2 separate regions of the Mus musculus genome follow, and region 1 is linked to region 2. A link is a contact called in public HiChIP or PLAC-seq data. All regions are on one chromosome and are shown on one strand. The core of a region is the stretch at or near the end of the contact, and the rest is flanking DNA. Distances in the headings are between cores, read along the strand shown. Region 1 overlaps Sh3d19 (SH3 domain protein D19). Region 2 has its middle 12 kb from the start of Gm40079.

Evidence for each region. HiChIP or PLAC-seq counts read pairs in DNA pulled down with a chosen protein or histone mark.
Region 1: a FOXA1 HiChIP or PLAC-seq map of pancreatic cancer cells shows a contact between it and region 2. The contact joins two enhancer-like sites. A contact is called at or near these places in 7 of 39 promoter capture datasets (the 3T3-L1 cell line, the C10 cell line, embryonic stem cells and 3 more) and 3 of 115 datasets of contacts at active chromatin or transcription factors (embryonic stem cells and pancreatic cancer cells).

Annotation. Positions count from the first base shown.
Region 1 is chr3:85,989,692-85,995,204 of GRCm38.p6, reverse strand. The region is part of intron 1 of Sh3d19 (SH3 domain protein D19); the gene reads right to left. Prss48 (protease, serine 48) reads left to right here. Exons shown (of 6, transcript NM_001001650.2): 6 at 1,125-1,593. The coding sequence ends at 1,385. Among named protein-coding and RNA genes, the nearest start is that of Prss48, 10 kb to the left of the region's middle. Within about 2 kb of position 3,259, at least 59 of the 459 cell types and tissues checked have an H3K27ac peak or open chromatin away from gene starts, as enhancers often do. A contact at or near this core is called in pancreatic cancer cells, where this site is marked.
Region 2 is chr3:84,729,832-84,735,547 of GRCm38.p6, reverse strand. No RefSeq gene overlaps it. Among named protein-coding and RNA genes, the nearest start is that of Gm40079, 12 kb to the left of the region's middle. Within about 2 kb of position 4,032, at least 91 of the 459 cell types and tissues checked have an H3K27ac peak or open chromatin away from gene starts, as enhancers often do. A contact at or near this core is called in pancreatic cancer cells, where this site is marked.

The DNA.
Region 1 (5,513 bases), core at 2,010-4,509, 1.3 Mb before region 2:
GAGCCTCAATACAGTTGGGGGATTGAAATCATAGGCAACGGAGGATCTCTAGTAACAACAGAATAAAATTAGAAACAAGTAACAGAAAACTATGGACAGTTCAGCTCTGTGGAAGTTATTCACATATTCCCAAGTAACCAATGAGCCAAAAAGAGAAATCACAACAAAAATTAGGAAACCGTCTGCTAGAGAAGAAGTAAAGGCATAGCCTATGGTTGGCGCTAACACAGTGGTTAGAGAAACTCCTAGTTGTAATGTCAGTCCTATAAACAAGAATATCTCAAGTGAAGAACCTGATCTCCACTGAGACACTGGGAAGGAGCCTGGACATGCAAGGCAGAGGCACAGACCTGCCCAGGCTCAGTCTGAGTGCGGAAGAAAGAAGAGACAAGGAAGGGAGCAGAGAGGAGGACAGCCGTGGATGAGAGGGAGGAGAGAGGGGGAGAGCACAGCACTGGGGCTGTGGGGAGCAAACTAGACCTGGAAAAAGAACACAGAAAAAATGAGAATTGTATTACTGAAGCAGAGAAAAGAAAGACAATATAAAAAAAATTAGCTACACTGAGAAAGTAATAAGCTGATATTAAAACTCATATGGAAATTCAAGTGGCCATAAACAGTCTTAAAAAGGAAGAACAAAGTTGGAAGACTCACACTTTCTTATTACAAAGCGACAGTAATCAAAACAGAGTGGACAATCATAAGACCAGACACACAAAGTGAGCTGTGAATAGCATTATATCGTAAAGCCGTGTTACAAAACAAAGAAACAAAGCAGGAGACAAACTCCTAATGACTGTCATTATCACTCTACAGAAGAAATGAGCACTTAGAAAAAGGACAATGGAAAAAGAGAGGGTGACATACTACACTAAGTCCTGCCTTGTCCTGAAAACCTTAACGGGAAGCATCACGTTAATTTTGCTTTGCTTTTTCATGGTATAGCAGATGAACATTTAGAAATGGCTAATGTATATTTTCCAAACTCTGTGATCCCAGAACTTGAGAATTCCACAGCTGAGGGTCCAGGTCCAGTTCTGAAGAGCTCTCTGTCACCCCTGACTGGCCCTCCTCTCCCCGTAGGGCTTCTCAAAGCTAAGCTCAGACCTTTCTGTCTCCCTTAGGGCGATTCTGGAGGGCCTCTGTCCTGTCACATTGATGGTGTCTGGAGGCTGATGGGTGTGGTAAGCTGGGGTTTGGAATGCGGTAAGGATCTTCCGGGAGTCTACACCAACGTGACCTACTACCAAAAGTGGATCAGTGCTATTATCTCGAGAGCTCCTCCGGGCTGGGGTGGTGACAGCACCCACATGACTTCCTGTTCCCTACTATGTTACTTTCTCTGGCTCTCCTGGGATCCTCCCGAGCCTTTGGCCCTAGCGTAATACCAAGTCAATCCAGGAGCTGCTGCTGTTGGGGAACTCACGGGATGGGGTGTGTGGAGAATAAAGCCTTAGCGGAGAACTCATGAGACAGTCGCTGCGATGCCTGGATGACTGCCTTTATGTATGTGCTTGCAAGGTTCTTGCTTTGTGTATGTTTCAGTAGTTGGAATGCAAACAGCTAATAAATAAGGCTACCACTTCTGTGCAAGATTTGGGGGGTTTTGTTGTTGTTGTTCCAGAATGTATCTGATGAAGGAGGAAGGGTGCTTCCTATAAATAAATATTTGTGAATATGGGTTAAATAATAAAAAATGAAGATGGTGTAAGGGAGGTCCCTCAAGGAACTCCAACAGAGTCTATTTTGAACCTTAGCTGCCTCAGGGGCTTACCTGTTCTGTCTGTTTTGCCTCCTCTATCATTCTTTCTTCCCCTGATAACCCTCTTCTATCCCTGAATCTGTAATAAGGAGTGCATGGAAGTCGCTTAGCTCTTGTAAAATTCTAGTCTGTGATTTACTACTAAAAATATTGTTAAGTGTGACAGCACAGCCCCCAGGAAGCAGAGGACAGCAGGTCTGAGGCCAGCCTGGGCTACAAAGCAAAACCCCCCTCTAAACAACGAAAATCAATCAACTAAACAGACTGATGCAATGAGCCCCGAGGTCTTGGGTGTAAATGATACTAACCTACAAAGGTCCCACAGTGTCTGGTTTCTAATAAAAGACTTCAAATGTTCAGACCTAGGAAAAGACCTCTGTGCTTAGACTACAGGGGCTCAGAGCTTAGTCCTGCATGGACCACGGTCATTATGTTCTTCGTTGATTTTCTGTTGTAATTTCATTTATACACCTTTGAGTCATCCTTTCTTTCTCATTTGACTTGTTTATTGCCATCTGTGCCTTTTATGGTAAATCAACTTCCAAAACCAACTTTTTGGTATTTATTTAAGCACATTAAGTAGGAAGTGAGTATAAAAGCCGGACGTGGCACATGCTTATAATTCCAACTCTTACCTTGACCTCCATTCTCAAATTATCTTTCCTGAAGCTCTTGGTGGCTCTCCTGACCACAACAAATCTTTATAAATAAATGTTTGCACAGCATGATGGCGCCTTCCCTCAGAGAACTTGACACACAGCAATAACCTAGCATTGCTTTATATAGCTGTATAATTATTATATCCGTCTTATCAAAATGTAAGGTGTACGAGCGTGAAGACATTTTTTGTTTTTGTCTACAACTGTATCCCAGCCTTGCTAATGATCTGAATGAAGGAAAGAAGGAAAAACACCTGACCTATTTTTGTCTCCTCCAAATACCCTGTGAGGACCTGAGTACCCTGTTTACTGAGACAGCCCAGACTCTGATGAAATTCTTATGCTCAGGTGTTGATGAAGTAAAAGGATGAAGGGGAAAATGGTGTTGCTCCTGCCCAGACAACAGAGCCGAGGAGAGACTACTTAAGGCAGGGGAGCGGAAAGCTTTTCAGACAAGAACAGAAGCTAAGGCAGCTCTGGATGACACAGAAGAGAGAAAGGACAGAAACAGAGGAGGAAAGACAGACCACCCCCAAGGACCAGGATGGAATAGAAGTACAGGTGTGAGCCAGAGTCACAGGGCAAAAAGGACACAGACCAAGACCACCAAACGCCCGCTTCCTCAAAACAGGAAGCGACTGCCCCACAGCACAGCATCTGGCAAAATTTTTCTCATGAATCAGGAACCAAACAAAGCTTAAACCTTTAGCAGGTGCAAGGTCCGAGTGCAAAGAAGGCTATCAAAGGATCTGTCACATGATGGGACGGAGCAGGGACGGGAGCCCGACTGAACAGAGGCCAGGGGTCTTGCCTCAGAGATACACACCCAGTCCTGGATGACACAGCAGATCCTTCCCCAGGGAAAGTGTGAAATGAGTCAATGTGTATTCAACAGTATCAAGTGCACACCATGTAACAGGCACATAAACAGCAGAGCCTGCAATACACTAAGCCTGCCTTTAAGGAGTTTACAGCCTAGTGAGGGAGTGACAACATCAAGTGCAAAAGAAACAAACTAACGTCTGATGGAGAAAAATAAAACCCAAGAGGCAGCTGGTAAGAGACAGGATTCTACCTGACACGTGTAGTTTTCCTTCTCCTGTTTCTTGTCTGCCCCGTCCTTACAGCAAGAGCCCATCTACACTGCTAATCTGAGAAAGCCACAGCTTGCTTTTTACACTGAATTAAAATCCAGCATTAAGATACCCAGCAGGCTCTTTAGCCCGTTCCCACCTCATGGCCTTATTGTGTCTGCCCTCCATACCTAAAATACCCTTCCTTTGTACATCTCAGGGCACTTATTTCTGTCTACTGCTCAGAAAAGGAAGCAAAGAACACAACAAAATACATTAAAAGCACCATAGGAAATGGTTTTTAAAATTAGGGCTGGAGGTGTGGCTCGGTGGTAGAACACTTGCCATGATAATCAGAGCTCTGGGTCCTATCTCCAACACCAGGAGAGAAAAATTAACAGGCAAGGGGTGAATTGCATAGCACATGAGTTATCTCTCATTAAGGAGAGAACAGGGAAGTTTATCTTCTGCTTAACTTAAATATTGACTTCTCTATGATATATTTGGGGCCCGCTAAAGATCTGAACAATACTTGTGATTGCATTTCAAAACAAGACTTAAAGTAATTATATACATTTTCTGTTTCAGTTGCTAAAAAACAAAATGGAAAGTATAACCCAAAATGTGGGCTATGAAACTTGTTAATACATTACTGGAGGGGGAAAAAATCAATAGACATTTGTATTCACAAAACTGAAATGTCAAGCAGTTACTGGCAACTAATGTAGCCAGCGCCATCACACCGACAGAGCAAAGGAGGACATAAACAAGGGCATCTCTATCCTCCGCCTTGGGAGGGCTCAATATAGCACTTCTGATCTAAAATCAATTTTAATTTTCAGAATATGTTACTTCTCGGAGTATCTCATTTTCATATGTTCTACCTTTCATTTTCAGATGTCTTGAGAATTTTAATTAAGGTAGGATTTTAACAAATAAAAATCGCTGAAAATATCTAGTCAACATTTTCCCCAAAAACTGAGAGGGGCAAGTGTACAGATCACGATATCCAGATTTTTTTTCTCCTTTGTTACCAAGTGTATCAGGTAATGACCTGGTTTTCCCTCAATCTCATCAAGCCATACAGTTGTCCTCCCGAGTGTGGGGACACCACAGAATTGGAGGCCTGCACACTGCTTCTGTTTCAATGGTGGCACTCCACTTTCTCAGATGCCTTGTTTCGTCGATGCTATTATAATCTCCCCAACAACTCTGACAAAATACACTTTATTTACATAATAGAAATGACCCTTCTGCAACTTCTTAAAACATACCCTTTCTTCAGGAAGGAGACGGGGGAGGTAGAGAGGCTCAGCTAATCGGAGCTCAATTTCATTCTCTATCTCCAAAGATGGAGAGGAAATACTCAATCAGATGGACAAAAAAGACTAACATCTTTAATGGAGATCCTAATTGCCTTTCAAGATAATTATCTTTAACCAACATGAAGTCTCTCCAGTGCCTTCTCTGATGTAAGAGTTCACTTCCATCTCCATATGGCTGAAGCGAGGTAACTGAGGTCTAGCCCTGTGGCACAACATAGCCACTTGCGACACTTAGCCCACACAGTATTACGCTGTAATTAACTCAGAACACCCAAGAGTGAAAAGAAGGGGCAGAGAGCCATCCTGGGGATCCAGGATGCCCAAGACATCCATTCTGCACTTGGTGGAAACTAATGAAGAGGATAAAACTGGATACAACCAGGTGGCAGCAAAAAGGCAACATCTGCTCAGCTTTGGACGTGATCTGGAGGCAAGCTGGTGTAGGATGGAGACAGGAGGATGGGAAAGAGAGAAGAGAAACTAAGAACGACCGGGCTCACAGGTCACTGGTCTCATGGTGATTGTACCATTAAATGAGATGAAGAAGGAGGAAGAGGAGGGATGGGTGTATTGTGCTATCAAATGAGGTAATGGTATGAATAGCACCTCCTGCAAGGATCTCAATGTCCTAATCCCCACAGCCTGTCAGTATGTCTTCATACACAGTTATAGGGGCTTGCACATAAGATCAGGC
Region 2 (5,716 bases), core at 2,783-5,282:
TAGGGATTCTACTAAGAGCATAGGGTAGGACCATGGCCCAGAGCGCAGAGCATAGAGGGTTGAATTCTCTCTGTCTCTCTCTTTCTCTCTGTCTCTCTCTCTGTGTGAGAGTGTGTGCACACACACGCTCACACACGCTCAGCTCACTCCAGGGAAGAAGCTGATTGATCCCAATAAGGAGCAGTCAAGGGCGGGCAGGACAGACAACCTCTTCTTTCCATGGCTTCCTTGAGTGTATGGATTATTTTGGTATCCCGTGACCAAAATACCTGCCAGAAACAATTTGAGGAAGAAAGGTTTCCTGTGGTACTTTCAGAGGCATTGTAGCCCATCATGGAGGCAAGGCACAACGGCAGGAGTGGCTTGATCTATGGGAGATTGTGTGCAAGGCTGTTCACACGACTCAGAGTCGGAAGCAGAGAAATCTAGATTGGACCATCGAGCAGACTTGACCTTCAGAGGCCCCCTAGTAACGCCCTTCTGGCATCTAGGCCCCGCCCACTAAAGACTAGACAGCCTTTAGAGTAGCGCCTCCAGCTGAGCGTAAACCTTCAGTCATGACTCCTGGGGTGCAGAAGTCCAGATTTGTATCATAAGCTTGCCTCAGGCCAAGACTAAGAGAACTTGGGGGTATCTACTTTCCAGACGGCCCGAGAGCCTGAGCCTCTCGCTGCCCATCGGGGCTCTCTGGGTTGCATTGCTCACCTCAGCCCAGGTGTGCCTCATCTGGGAGGAATTAGAGGCGGTCTGTCTTAGCATGCGCTTCAACCTCAAATTAGAGTCCCAGAGGAACACAGGACACTGGTACACAGAGGATGCGCCTCTGGCTGCCAGCCTGGTGGCAGACAAAGGGTAAGGAATGTCAGGTCCCGTCAGTGTAGCAAACATCCAGACAAACGACTTCTAGGGTAAAATGTTTATTTTGACTCTCAATTTCAGAGCTTTCAGCCGTAGTAACTTGGCCCTGTTACCTTGGCAACAGAGTAAGTACGAGGGGCCAGGAGCACATGTTGAAGGAGCTGCTGACCTCCTGACAGTCAGGAAGCAAAAGGAGAAGATGGAAAGGCCTAGGATCCCAAAGTCCTCTGCAGAAACGGGAGCCCAGTGATCTAACTTCTTCCAGTTAGGCTGCATTCTCTAAAGGTTCTAACACCTCCTAATATTGCCCCAGGCTGAGATCCAAGGCTGTATTTATTTGACATGTGGTTGCTTGGGCGATGTTCAAGATCTAAGCAGGTGGGAAGAAGAGCAGAGAAAAGAACAAAATATGGCTGTCACCCAGCTGTGAGCGAGCTGTCGCCTCTGGAGGAAATATCACATCCTTGTTTCCTCTCAAGAGGGAAAACCATCTGAGGTGGGGCTTTACGGCCACCCAGCCTTTGTCTTAGTTCGAAATAAAGCAGAGGTGACTCTTCCTTTGGCCAAGCTTAGACAGCTGACCTTGAGGGTATGTGGGGCTCCTTCCTAGGACAGGGGCCAGCAGTAGGCGGCACCTTCTTCTGGTAGCATATTTAAGTAATTAAGGATCCAGGAGGCATCTCAGCGAAGCCTAGCATGGACAAATTATACAGATAGTAGGTTGAATTATGACTCCCCAAATATGTCCGTGCCCTCAGCCTTGGCACCAATGACTTTGACCTTACTCGGAAAGACGTGATTTAAGGACATGGAGGTGTGTTATTCTGATATGGGTGAGGGAGCCTCATGTCCAAACACAGCGTCCTTATTAGAAAAGAAGACATGAAGACCCAGAGGAAGGCTGCATAAAGAAGTAGGCAGAAGGAGTTGGCTTGGTTGTCGTCAACCACTCAAAGTTGGGAGAAAGATACAGATGAGGTTTGCAGAGGCTCTATGGAGATTAGTCGGCTCAGCGCATTGATTACAGACTTTCAGTCCCCAGAACTGTGAGCAAATAATTTTCCTTTGATTTTTTTTTTCCTTTTGGTACCCAGTTTGTGGTAATGGGTTAGGAAGCCCTAGGCCTTCTGTGTCACAAGAGACACTCAGGAGAACCACACAGACTTCCCTTGGGACTAAGAGCTTCTTCCACCAGGTCCTTGGTGAGTACAGTACCACATGTTCTTGGAGCCTGGGCTTAAGGTCATGCTGTTGTAAAACAGCACAGTTGTAACCTTAGGGAGGGTAGCTTATTGGAATCCGCTCCTTGTGCTGCCTTCAGGGAGTCTGGATCTGAAGTGCCCTTTGGCTGTCATTGGGAGCTGAACTGTCTGGGGAGAGGCAGCAGCCTGGTGAGTTTGGTTCTAGCTGATTCCCTGCTGACTTCCAGAGGCCATTACTGTGGAGCGTCCTGCGAGCCTGAGGAAACTTACCCACTAGACCACTGGACTACGCTAACACTCCTCTCCCTCTGAGCCTGCCCCATGGGAGGCTTTCTCACATACCTGACTGCTGCTTACTCTGTCGGGGGAAGCAGAACTTTGCTAACTCGTTGTCTTGGGTTCTCCTCGGTCCCCAGCATTTATCTGGACCTCCCCCTCCACCACACAAGTGAGGTTTGGCATACACTTGTTGGTCCCCAACCTTTTCTCAGCTACCTGAGGAAATAAATCGCCATTGGGCCAGTTCTGACTAAAGGGACTCCCAGGAGTAATGCCAGGGCTTGCACTGCACACATGGGACAGATAAGGAAGCAGACAGCATTTAAAAAGTTAAAAAACCAAGAAAAACAAACAAACAACAACAACAAAACAACCTGCATCCACACCTGTTTGTGCTGCCCTTTCCATAAACACCTGCCAAGCCTCTAAAAGAGAATTGCCAGGTCCCCACATGGCACAGCTGGCCAGAGAGGAAGGACAAAGAACCTGAAACAGGTCCTCTGCCCATAAAAACAGCATGCAGTTCCCGAAGGCTGGGCAGAGCCACGGGCTCCTGACGTGAAGGATGGCCTTTTAGGGCGGAGGAAGACATTCCAAGCTACTTCATTTCCAAATGGGTAAAAACAAATCAGCGGCCTTTCCTTTTCATTTGGTGCGGGATTTTCTTCTCATAGCAGCTCTTAGCAATGGGCTTCATCCCTCCTGATTAGTGCTGCCATTAGAAAGAAAAAAAAAAAAGCGATTCCTCAGCACAGTGAGTCGTCTCAAATCCTGACAACTGTAACCATTCCAGATGGCGAGAACATCAGTGACCATAATGGCCCTTCCCGTCAGTGTTCGCCCGTGGATTGTTCTCGGAACCGCAGGGGACACACACAGGCTTGTAGCCTGTGGAGAGTTACAAGGGGTGGCGGCAATGCAATGACACTCATTCTGCAAGCCCCGTGTGGAAATCAGTTGCCTTTCTTTAGAGTCACATCTTACAGGAGGGGCAGAGCCCAGCTCCCACTGTGAGAAGCAGAGAACAAAAAGACTCGAGCAACCCAGAAAACACCGAGCGAGCGAGCGAGCGAGGGTAAGGAAGGGCCCTCAGATGCACAGTCAGCATGAAGACGGCAGATGTCTTTCTTGTCACCTGCAGGCCTCCGGGTCCAATATGGGAAGAAAAAGAAGCAATCTGCTGTCGCTCGTGAAGAGCCTGAACAAGTCCCACATCTTCACGGTTCACATTTTCCGAGAAAGAGATGCCAAGTTAAAGGGAAAGAAAGCCAGTTTTTTAAAGATTTGTGGAAATGACTTCCTGAGGCTGCTGGTTAAACTAAAGCAAGCTTCCCCTCCCCCGCCCCACCACCTGGGCGTCCCCTTCCTCTGTTAGGTTCGAGAGCATACTAAACACAGCTGAATTAATCCAACCAATTTTGAGGCTTGCATTATTTTGAAAAAAAAAAAAAAAGAAGAAGAAGGAAAACAGAAAAGAGCAGGGCAAAAATCTCATCATCGTTATGGTAGAGTGAAGTGCCTGCTGCACAATGGCTTGTTTAAAGTTAATGGTAAATCAGCTGAGCAGCCACTAAAAGCATGATACATGGATTTAATTCCAAGTTGTTACAGAGGGAGCAGCCGAGCTGACATACACACAGAGAGCTGGCAGACGGCTCCTTTTGGTGAGAATATTCATTTTTATGAATTACTCATTCATCTTTATATATACCTCCTCTTTAGCCCTGCCCCCACTTCTCACCTTCACGGAGTCTAAGTCCCAGGATGTCAAAGGTGAAAGAGAAAGGGTAGTGTGCATTTTAATGGGGGTGGGGGTGGGTGGCAAGGAGATTCCAGTTTTGGAAAGCCCTTATAAAAATAGAAGAGAGAGAAAAACGAAGAGAAGACCAGGGAAACTGGGCAGAGGCAGTAATTGGTCTCAGAAGCGTCAGTCAGCTAGTTATTTACTGAGTCTACACCCTGTGTGTTTTCATGGTACGTTTGTTTCAAATCCAGGCTGTGACTCATCCCAGCTAAGCTATCTTGCTCACCTCCTGCAGGAAGGAGCTCTAGACCTTGCTTGTCTAATGAACCAAAGAATAAAAACATACACACTGGAGCAAAGATGCACAACTCTCAGAAGAAAACGCAGCAGAATCCTGTCATTTCCTGGGAGAAACCAAAACCCCCTGCGTGCTAATCCTGTGTTCTGCTGGGAGCCATACCCCAGACCTTGTGAACAGTTGGCTTTACAGATTCTGGGAGCACCCTTTTCAATTGCTCTTCCTCTTTCTATGGAAACAGAGGCCTGGTGGGTCTGATCACATCGTGAAGAACTCCCAGCATTTTATCTGCCTGTCAAGGCTATTACTACCTCAAAGTACATTTACTCATCCCTCCTTGGGTCCCAGAACAGAAAGGCAAATGGGAAGGTCAAGAAAGAGATGGATAATGATGACCCCTTTGGGGCTATCGGCTACTGCCCAGGAACCCTTTAACTCCTGAAGTCAGAGGTGAAGCAATAAAACAAAGTGGCTGAGAACTTGGGCTCCAGAGGCAAGCCACCTAGCCCTGGACCCTGGAACTCCTGCTGACTGCCTGTGGCCTTTGGCAAGTTACTCATCTCTCTGAACTCCCCTTTCTGGGAAAGGGATACAATTCTATTGTCTCTCTCATGGGTTTGTTATGGGTTTAAACAGAGGCAATCGCTTTAGTGCATAGCCTAGTGCTATTATCTGGATGCTCCTGTCTCTCTTAAATCCATATATTGAAATGCAATCACCAAAATGATGGCATTAGAAGGCGGGGCCTTTGGGAAACCATTAAGTCACCGGGGCTTCTCCATCAAGAATGGGATTCTGCTCACGTGGGCAGCAGACCTTGCATTGTCCACACGGGGCAAGGTTTGCTGGAATTCGGGGTGGAAGAATTCTGGGAGCGAGGAGGATTCCACAGGAAGGCTAAGCAAGCAGTACAGGTAGAAACACAAAGCGTTCCTTTGGGAAGACCGGAAGTCAGCCATCTCCCCAACCCCCACTCCCACCCCACCCCCCGAGTTTTTGGCGTCACACTGATTCTTTGGAGGCTCACAGTGTGCTAAGCAAGGGTTGCTGAAGGTACCCATGGGTCAGTCAAAGCATGCTCCAGAGTCTATTCCACAGGCAGTTCCTGCGCAGGTAGCAAAAAAGGCTGTGAAGGTCAAGTTGCAGCTGCAGTGGAAAACCGTGAATGCAAGAGATGGCCCAGGTGCGTCTGGGTGGCAGTTAGCTCACTCTTGAGTTTTACCAGTGCTCTCAGATCTCCTGAGTCTCAGGGGAGGATCTAAACTTACACTTTTTAAAACCTGTTGATTATAGGAACTCTCACATTGCTTCTATTGCTACCTTTTGTTGTTGTTG